Regions from separate parts of the Pan troglodytes genome. Here region 1 is linked to region 2. A link is a contact called in public capture Hi-C data. All regions are on one chromosome and are shown on one strand. Each heading gives the region's core, a stretch centred on a gene start, on an enhancer-like site or on the middle of the called end of the contact. The rest is flanking DNA. Distances are from core to core; before and after follow the strand shown.

The links. Capture Hi-C pulls out chosen DNA fragments and counts their contacts.
Region 1: a capture Hi-C map of stem cell-derived neural stem cells shows a contact between it and region 2, with 2.5 times the contacts expected there. The contact joins two enhancer-like sites. A contact is called at or near these places in 2 of 7 Hi-C or Micro-C datasets (induced pluripotent stem cells and stem cell-derived neural progenitor cells) and 1 of 1 other capture datasets (stem cell-derived neural stem cells).

The regions. Positions count from the first base shown.
Region 1 is chr18:83,155,293-83,158,681 of NHGRI_mPanTro3-v2.0_pri, forward strand. All of the region lies in intron 4 of ZDHHC7 (zinc finger DHHC-type palmitoyltransferase 7), which reads right to left. Among named protein-coding and RNA genes, the nearest start is that of ZDHHC7, 25 kb to the right of the region's middle. Within about 2 kb of position 1,344, at least 3 of the 24 cell types and tissues checked have an H3K27ac peak or open chromatin away from gene starts, as enhancers often do. A contact at or near this core is called in stem cell-derived neural stem cells, where this site is marked.
Region 2 is chr18:83,091,047-83,094,300 of NHGRI_mPanTro3-v2.0_pri, forward strand. No RefSeq gene overlaps it. Among named protein-coding and RNA genes, the nearest start is that of ZDHHC7, 90 kb to the right of the region's middle. Within about 2 kb of position 1,500, at least 9 of the 24 cell types and tissues checked have an H3K27ac peak or open chromatin away from gene starts, as enhancers often do. A contact at or near this core is called in stem cell-derived neural stem cells, where this site is marked.

The sequences.
Region 1 (3,389 bases), core at 94-2,593, 64 kb after region 2:
TCTCAAAGGGCCTCGCCAGGATGTGCCCACGATGACAGCGGCAGGGGCTGGAGCACCGTTTCCTCTGCACCCATGGGGCATTCTTCTTCCCACCAGAACAAACCTTCCAAGTAATTGAGCACATTCCTCAGTTCCCATTTTAACCATTTTCGGGACGTTTTTTTCTAAAACACTTCTTGAATGTTTCCCACTCATCTTCTTGTGGGACTGACCATAGGCTCCAGGCCATGGGATGCCTTCAGGCTCCTCCCTCCCACCCAAACACCCGGCGGCCTCCCTTCAGAGGTGCTCCCTGATTGGCTGTTCCCTCTTCTGGTGCCCCTGCCCACATCCCACTTCCAGTCTGCCCTGATGAGACAAAGCAGCCAGCCAGGCCCAGGCAAGGCGCTCTGTGCCACCTCGCCCTTCCAGGGCAGTTAGGCTTCGCAGAGCATGCTTCCGGTCCTCTCTCCCCTGCTCTCCACCCCAGCTCCCTGTCATGCATTCTGGATCCCCAGGGCCTAACTAAGCGGCAGGTAAGAATGGGGCCGGGCCTGTGGATCTGCCTCCTAATTTATGGAAAATGCTGGGGACGAGGAGCACAGCAAAACCCAGTACAGGGATGTAAACTGCAAACAAAGAACTGTGTTTCTTCAACTTAAACCCCAAGGGAAAAAAAGACATTGCAGGGACCACAGAGATTAATTAAAAGAGATGTCAGAGACACATAAACCAATCACACTGTATGGATCCTTATTTGGATCCTGATTCAAGGGAAAAAAATTATAAAAGAATTGAGACAGGCCAGGCACGGTGACTCACACTTGTAATCCTAGAACTTTGGGAGGCCGAGGCAGGCGGATCACTTGAGGTCAAGAGTTCAAGACCAGCCTGGCCAATATGATGAAACCCCATCTCTACTAAAAATACAAAAACTAGCCGGGCATGGTGGCACATGCCTGTAATCCCAGCTACTCAGAAGGCTGAGGTGACAGAATCGCTTGAACCCAAGAGGCGACCGTTTCTATGAGCCGAGATCCTGCCATTGCACTCCAGCCTGGGCAACAGAGTGAGACTGTCTCAAAAAAAAAAAAAAAAGAATTGAGACAATTGAGGAAATTTGAGCTCTAACAGGATAGGTGGTATAAATACATTGCTTTACATGAGCTACCGGTATTGAGGTTATGTTTTTACAAAGAGCCCTTTTAAAAGATACACACGTTTACAAATGAAACAAAAGAATGAGTGAGATTTAGGCAGGTTATCTGGGGGAGGGGAACGGCGTGGGCGAGGCCACCACATGATGTGGTGACAAGCTCAAGGTGGAGTGCTCTTTTCTTCCTACCGTGCACATTTGGAATTTCCCGTAAGAACTGAAATTTTCGAGGCCGGGGCTCTGAAGATAGACAATCTGGTTCAAATCCCAGCCTGGCCTCTTACTGGCACAGCAAGGCCTCGTGTTCTCACACGGATGCTACACCTACGTCCCAGCACTGCTGTGACGGTGGGAGGAAAGCACGCTTTTGGCAGAGCTCCTGGACAGCAGCCGCGGCCCCATGAAGGGTACCTCCGGAAGGCACTCGCACGGCTGCCGAGAAGGCTCGTGGGCATCCACGGGGCTGGCATTGAAGACACAGGCTCTAACAAGTAAAGGGATGCAGGGCCCAGGGCCGTGGGTGGCCTTCCTCCCTCCCAGCCCTCTCACGATCCCAAAGTGAAGCTTGGGATCAAAGTTGCATCCTTCCACAGCAGGGTTCATTGCTCTATCAGTAGGCCTCTGACCCCATCTTCCCCTCCACTCCTCACTCAAAGCACCAATGACTTTCCTCAAGTGACAATACAAATCCCAATTTGTATTGTCCAGGGCAATCCCAGCGAGGACTGCCCAGTCCTATTGGTTTAGAAAAATGACATGAAGTCCCACTGGGGTATCTGCCCCAACCCCTGAACTGTTCAGTTCAGAGGTGATGTGATGGTTCTAGTTCAGCCTGGACTGGACCCTGGTAGGGTAAAGACATGATCTGTGGAGAGAAGAAATCAACTCCCCACTGGGAGAACAGAGGTGACACCTGACCCTGCTGGGCCATGCCCACTCTCCCCTTCAGAAAAGTAGACCTGGACATCAGTGACTGCCACTCCACCTGCTCTGGGGACTGCCCTTCTTCCCTGGGCAGCAGGAAAGCCAGGACTCAGAGAGACAGACAAAGCCTGAGGACAGCTGCCAGCCTCTCCCCTCTGTCCACCTTCCACTCCACAGCCTGCCAGCAGCCAGAAGCATCCTTGCCCTGGGGCTCTGCATACTCCCCCTTCCTCAGTTTCATTTACAGTGACTCCTGGTGGTTTCTGTCACTTGTCACCAGAGGACTCAAGCAGACATGCCTCCAAAGAAGACACACAAATGGCCAACAAGCACATGAAATGATGCTCAACATCGTTGGTCATTAGGGAGATACACAGCAAAGACAGTGAGATACAGCGTCACAAAAGAACGGCAATAATGTGTTGAAGATGTGGACACACTGCAGGTGGGAATGTAAAATGGTGTGGATGCTTCGATGTTTTGGGGTTTTTTTTTTTTTTTTCATCATTCCCTTCCCCACAAGATTTTTTTTCCTTTTTCTTTTTTTTCCCCCAGTGGGGACACTTCAGAGAATACTTGGCAGTTCCACAAAAGGTTAAACACAGAGTCACCATATGTCCCAGCAACTCCACTCCTAGGTATATACCCAAGAGGAATGAAACACCCATCCACACAAAAACTTACACGCGGCCGTTCAGAGCAGCATGATTTGTAACAGCCGAAAAGCAGAACTCGCCCAGATGCCCATCAACTAACGATGGCTATAGGCGAGACGGGTCCGGCCAGAGCATGGAATATTATTCAGCCTTAAACCAAATGAAGCGCTGATCATGCCACAGCACGATGGACCCCGAAGACGCGATGCCTGGTGAGAGCCAGGCACAAAAGGCCACAGACGAGATGACTATGAAAGTCCCTCAACAGGCGGCCAGGCGCAGTGGCTCACGCCTGTAATCATCCCAGCACTACGGGAGGCCGAGGCGGGCAGATCATAAGGTCAGGAGATCGAGACCATCCTGGCTAACACGGTGAAACCCCGTCTCTACTAAAAATACAAAAAAATTAGCCGGGCATGGTGGCGGGCACCTGTAGTCCCAGCTACTCGGAAGGCTGAGGCAGGAGAATGGCATGAACCCCTGGGGGCGGAGGTTGCAGTAAGCCAAGATCGCGCCACTGCACTCCAGCCTGGGCGACAGAGTGAGACTCCGTCTCAAAAAAAAAGTCCCTGAACATGCAAATTCCACAGAGACAGCAGATGAGTGGTTGCCAGGGGCAGAGGGCGTCGGGTGGTGGGGTCGGGGAACTGGGAAGTGATGGCTAAGGGGTGTGG
Region 2 (3,254 bases), core at 250-2,749:
AGAAGAATCGGTTGAACCCTGGAGACAGGTTGCAGTGAGCGGAGATCGCGCCACTGCGACCACCCTCAGTTCATAGATAAAGAAACTGAGGCACAGGGCTTTTATGTGATTTGCCCAAGGTCTCCCCACTATTAAAAGACAGGGCCACCAGGCACAGTGGCTCACTCTTGTAATCCCAAAACTTTGGAAGGCCAAGGCCAGAGCATTACTTGAGTCCAGGAACTGGAGACCAGCCTGGGCAACAAGGCAAAACCCCATCTCTCAAAAGAATACAAAAATTAGCCAGGCATGGTGGCGTGCACCTGTGGTCCCAGCTACTTGTGAGGCTGAGTTGGGAGGATCCTTGAGCCCAGGAAATTGAGGCTGCAGTGAGCCAAGATCACACCACTGCACTCCAGCCTGGGTGCCAAGATCACACCACTGCACTCCAGCCTGGGTGACAGAACGAAAGCTTGTCTCATAAAGAAATAAATAAAGAGGCAGGACCAGGACTTGAATCCAAATCTGTGTCACTTCAGAGGCCCCGTGTGCCCTTTCATCCAAACCAGTGGGTCTCCCGCCAGCTGCCCACGAGTCCCTGGAAACGTCTAAGCATCTGCGCCCCACCTTCAGGGACTCGGCTACAATCTAAGCTGAGTGCCCATGCGTGGAGGACCCAGCTCTTCTGCCTCAACTAAATCAATAGTACCAGTAGAAGTAGTCGTAGTAATAATAGTAATTGTAGTGATAACAATGGCAGTCGTGACAGTAACCGTAGTAGTGGGGGTAGTAGTAGTAATAGTGCTATGAGTGGAAGCAGTTGGATTTTGTTGGGGGTTGCCTGGTTTTGGAAGCTGCCTCTCGCTGCCCTACACCAGGGGTTCTCCTGCACCGGCCTGGATCGAATCCCTTGATGGGCTCGTGAAAATACAGATTGCCAGGCCCAGCCCCAGAGCATCTGACTCAGGAGTTCTGGGGTGGGGCCTGAGAACCTGCATTCTAACAAGCCCCAGGGGATGCTGATTGGGCTGACCCAGGAACCCCGCTTTGTGAGCCGCTGCTCTGGGCCAGTCCTTCCTCCCTGTTGGAAACTCTGTCATGTACACAAGCGCATGTTCATTCAACCCTCACTCAGCACTCAGCACGGGCCAAGCGCTGTGCTAAGCACAGAGGGTGACAAGGCAAAACAGACAAGTCCTTGCCCCTGGAGAGCTTCAGTCCCATCGTCTGCTCTTCTGGCTTTGACAGCAGGGACCCTCTGGGGCTGAGAGGGGTCTTGGGGAGTAGATAAGATGCCTGTTGGCGGGAGAGGACCTGCCTGCCCTGGGAAAGGCTCAGTTTGTTCTTGGCCCTTCAGCTAATCCATTGTCCAAACCTCCCCTCTAAACCAGTTACATAAGTGTTCCCTGAGGTCCGGAAACTTCCAGATGGCCCCGCGGCCCACCCCACCAGCTGGTCCTGGGATGTCAGCTCCGGTCGCTTCCCGGGCCCTGGAATTCCCAGAGCAGCCAGACACAAAGCAGCTGTCTAAACGTCAGGAAGGCCAGGCACACTGAGTGTGAGACGGGCTGACAATAGCCCGTGTGTACTCCTGGCCCCTCTCCAACAGCAGCTGGGCCCAGAGGGCGGTAGGGGCACCAGTGCCAACAAGGACGGAGCAGGGTCCCCATGACCCCAAACATCTGGGCCCCCAGCACACACCAGCTGTCCATCAGCCCCAGAGGGAGGTGCGCCAGCAACCTCCCCCTTAGCCAGAACAGTGCACCCTGTCCCTGCCTTTCTGCTTGGACACATTCCTCGTCCCTTCTGGTTGACAAACCTCCCCCCACCTGCTCCCAAGCCATCCTCAGCATATCAGGGAACCACCAGGGGCATCAGAATCACTCAGAAATTGTGTCTAGAATGCCCATTCCTGGGCCCCATCCACAGTCTAATCCCATAGGTCTGAAAGCCGGCCCAGGAGTCTTTAGTTTTACAAAGTCCCAGGCAACTTTGATGCAGGAGTTCCTCAGGCCATACTTTGAGAAACACTGACACATTATATGACATATGATCTATATGCAAGGGAGAATATTTTATATCTATATATGGTTGTCCATAGCTACCGCCTGTCTACTTACCTATAGACAGATGATGGATAATAGATGCCGACGTATCCCAGGACACCCAAGTCTCCACCTCACCTTCACATGGCTTTCTCCCCTTGTTTCCTAGAAGGACACCTGTCACTGAATGTGGGGCCCACCCTAGTCAAGAATGATCCCACCTCTTGGATCACAAGGTCAGGAGATCAAGACCATCCTGGCTAACATGGTGAAACCCCATCTCTACTAAAAATACAAAAAAAAATTAGCCAGGCCTGGTGGCACGCGCCTGTAGTTCTAGCTACTCGGGAGGCTGAGGCAGGAGAATGGCGTGAACCTGGGAGGCGGAGCTTGCAGTGAGCCAAGTTTGTGTCACCGCACTCCAGGCTGGGCGACAGAGCGAGACTCCGTCTCAAAACAAAAAAGAAAAAAAAAAAAAAAAGAATGATCCCACCTCAAAATCCTTAACTTCTTAACACCTGCAAAGACCCTTTCCCCAGATGAGGTCCCAATCATAATTCTTTGAGGTTAGTATGTGGACGGATCTTTTTGAAGATTCAAACTAGTACAATGGTATGTTATAAACTAATAGTTTATATTAGTTTAATGTAAACTATTCTAAAGAATATAGATATTCTCCTTGAAAATTGGATCTCGCCAGGCATGCTGGCTCATGTCTGCAATCCCAGCACTCAGGGAGGCAGAGGCAGAAGGGTCACTTGAGCCCAGGAGTTCAAGACCACCCTGGACAACATACGGAGACCCCATCTCTGCAAAAATAACGGGGGGGAAAAACAAGTTTGAAAATTGGACTTCAAGCAAAAAACACAGGAAAGACATTTGAGTTCAAGTCCCCCAGAGGACAGAGCCTCAGGCTGCCTCTGGGCCCCTCTTCAAAGTGGGCGGGCTTTGCACTACAGCCAAGCAGAGCAGCCAATCAAATGGTTAGATTTTTCTTAAAGGTCACAAACCTTCCGTTATGGTCTGCTTGTAAGCCCCGTGCATGCTTCACGCCCTTGCGATTTCTCTCCTTCCATCCCCGGCCTCTCCACCCCACTCCTTTCCTGGCCCCTGCTAACTGGCTGACCTTGGGCCTCTTCCCTTCTGCCCGGGCTCCCTCTACCCTGCAGTCATCCCATCCCTTGCCTTACACGCCATCTGCATGTGTGCCCCCTGCCCCACGCCACGTCT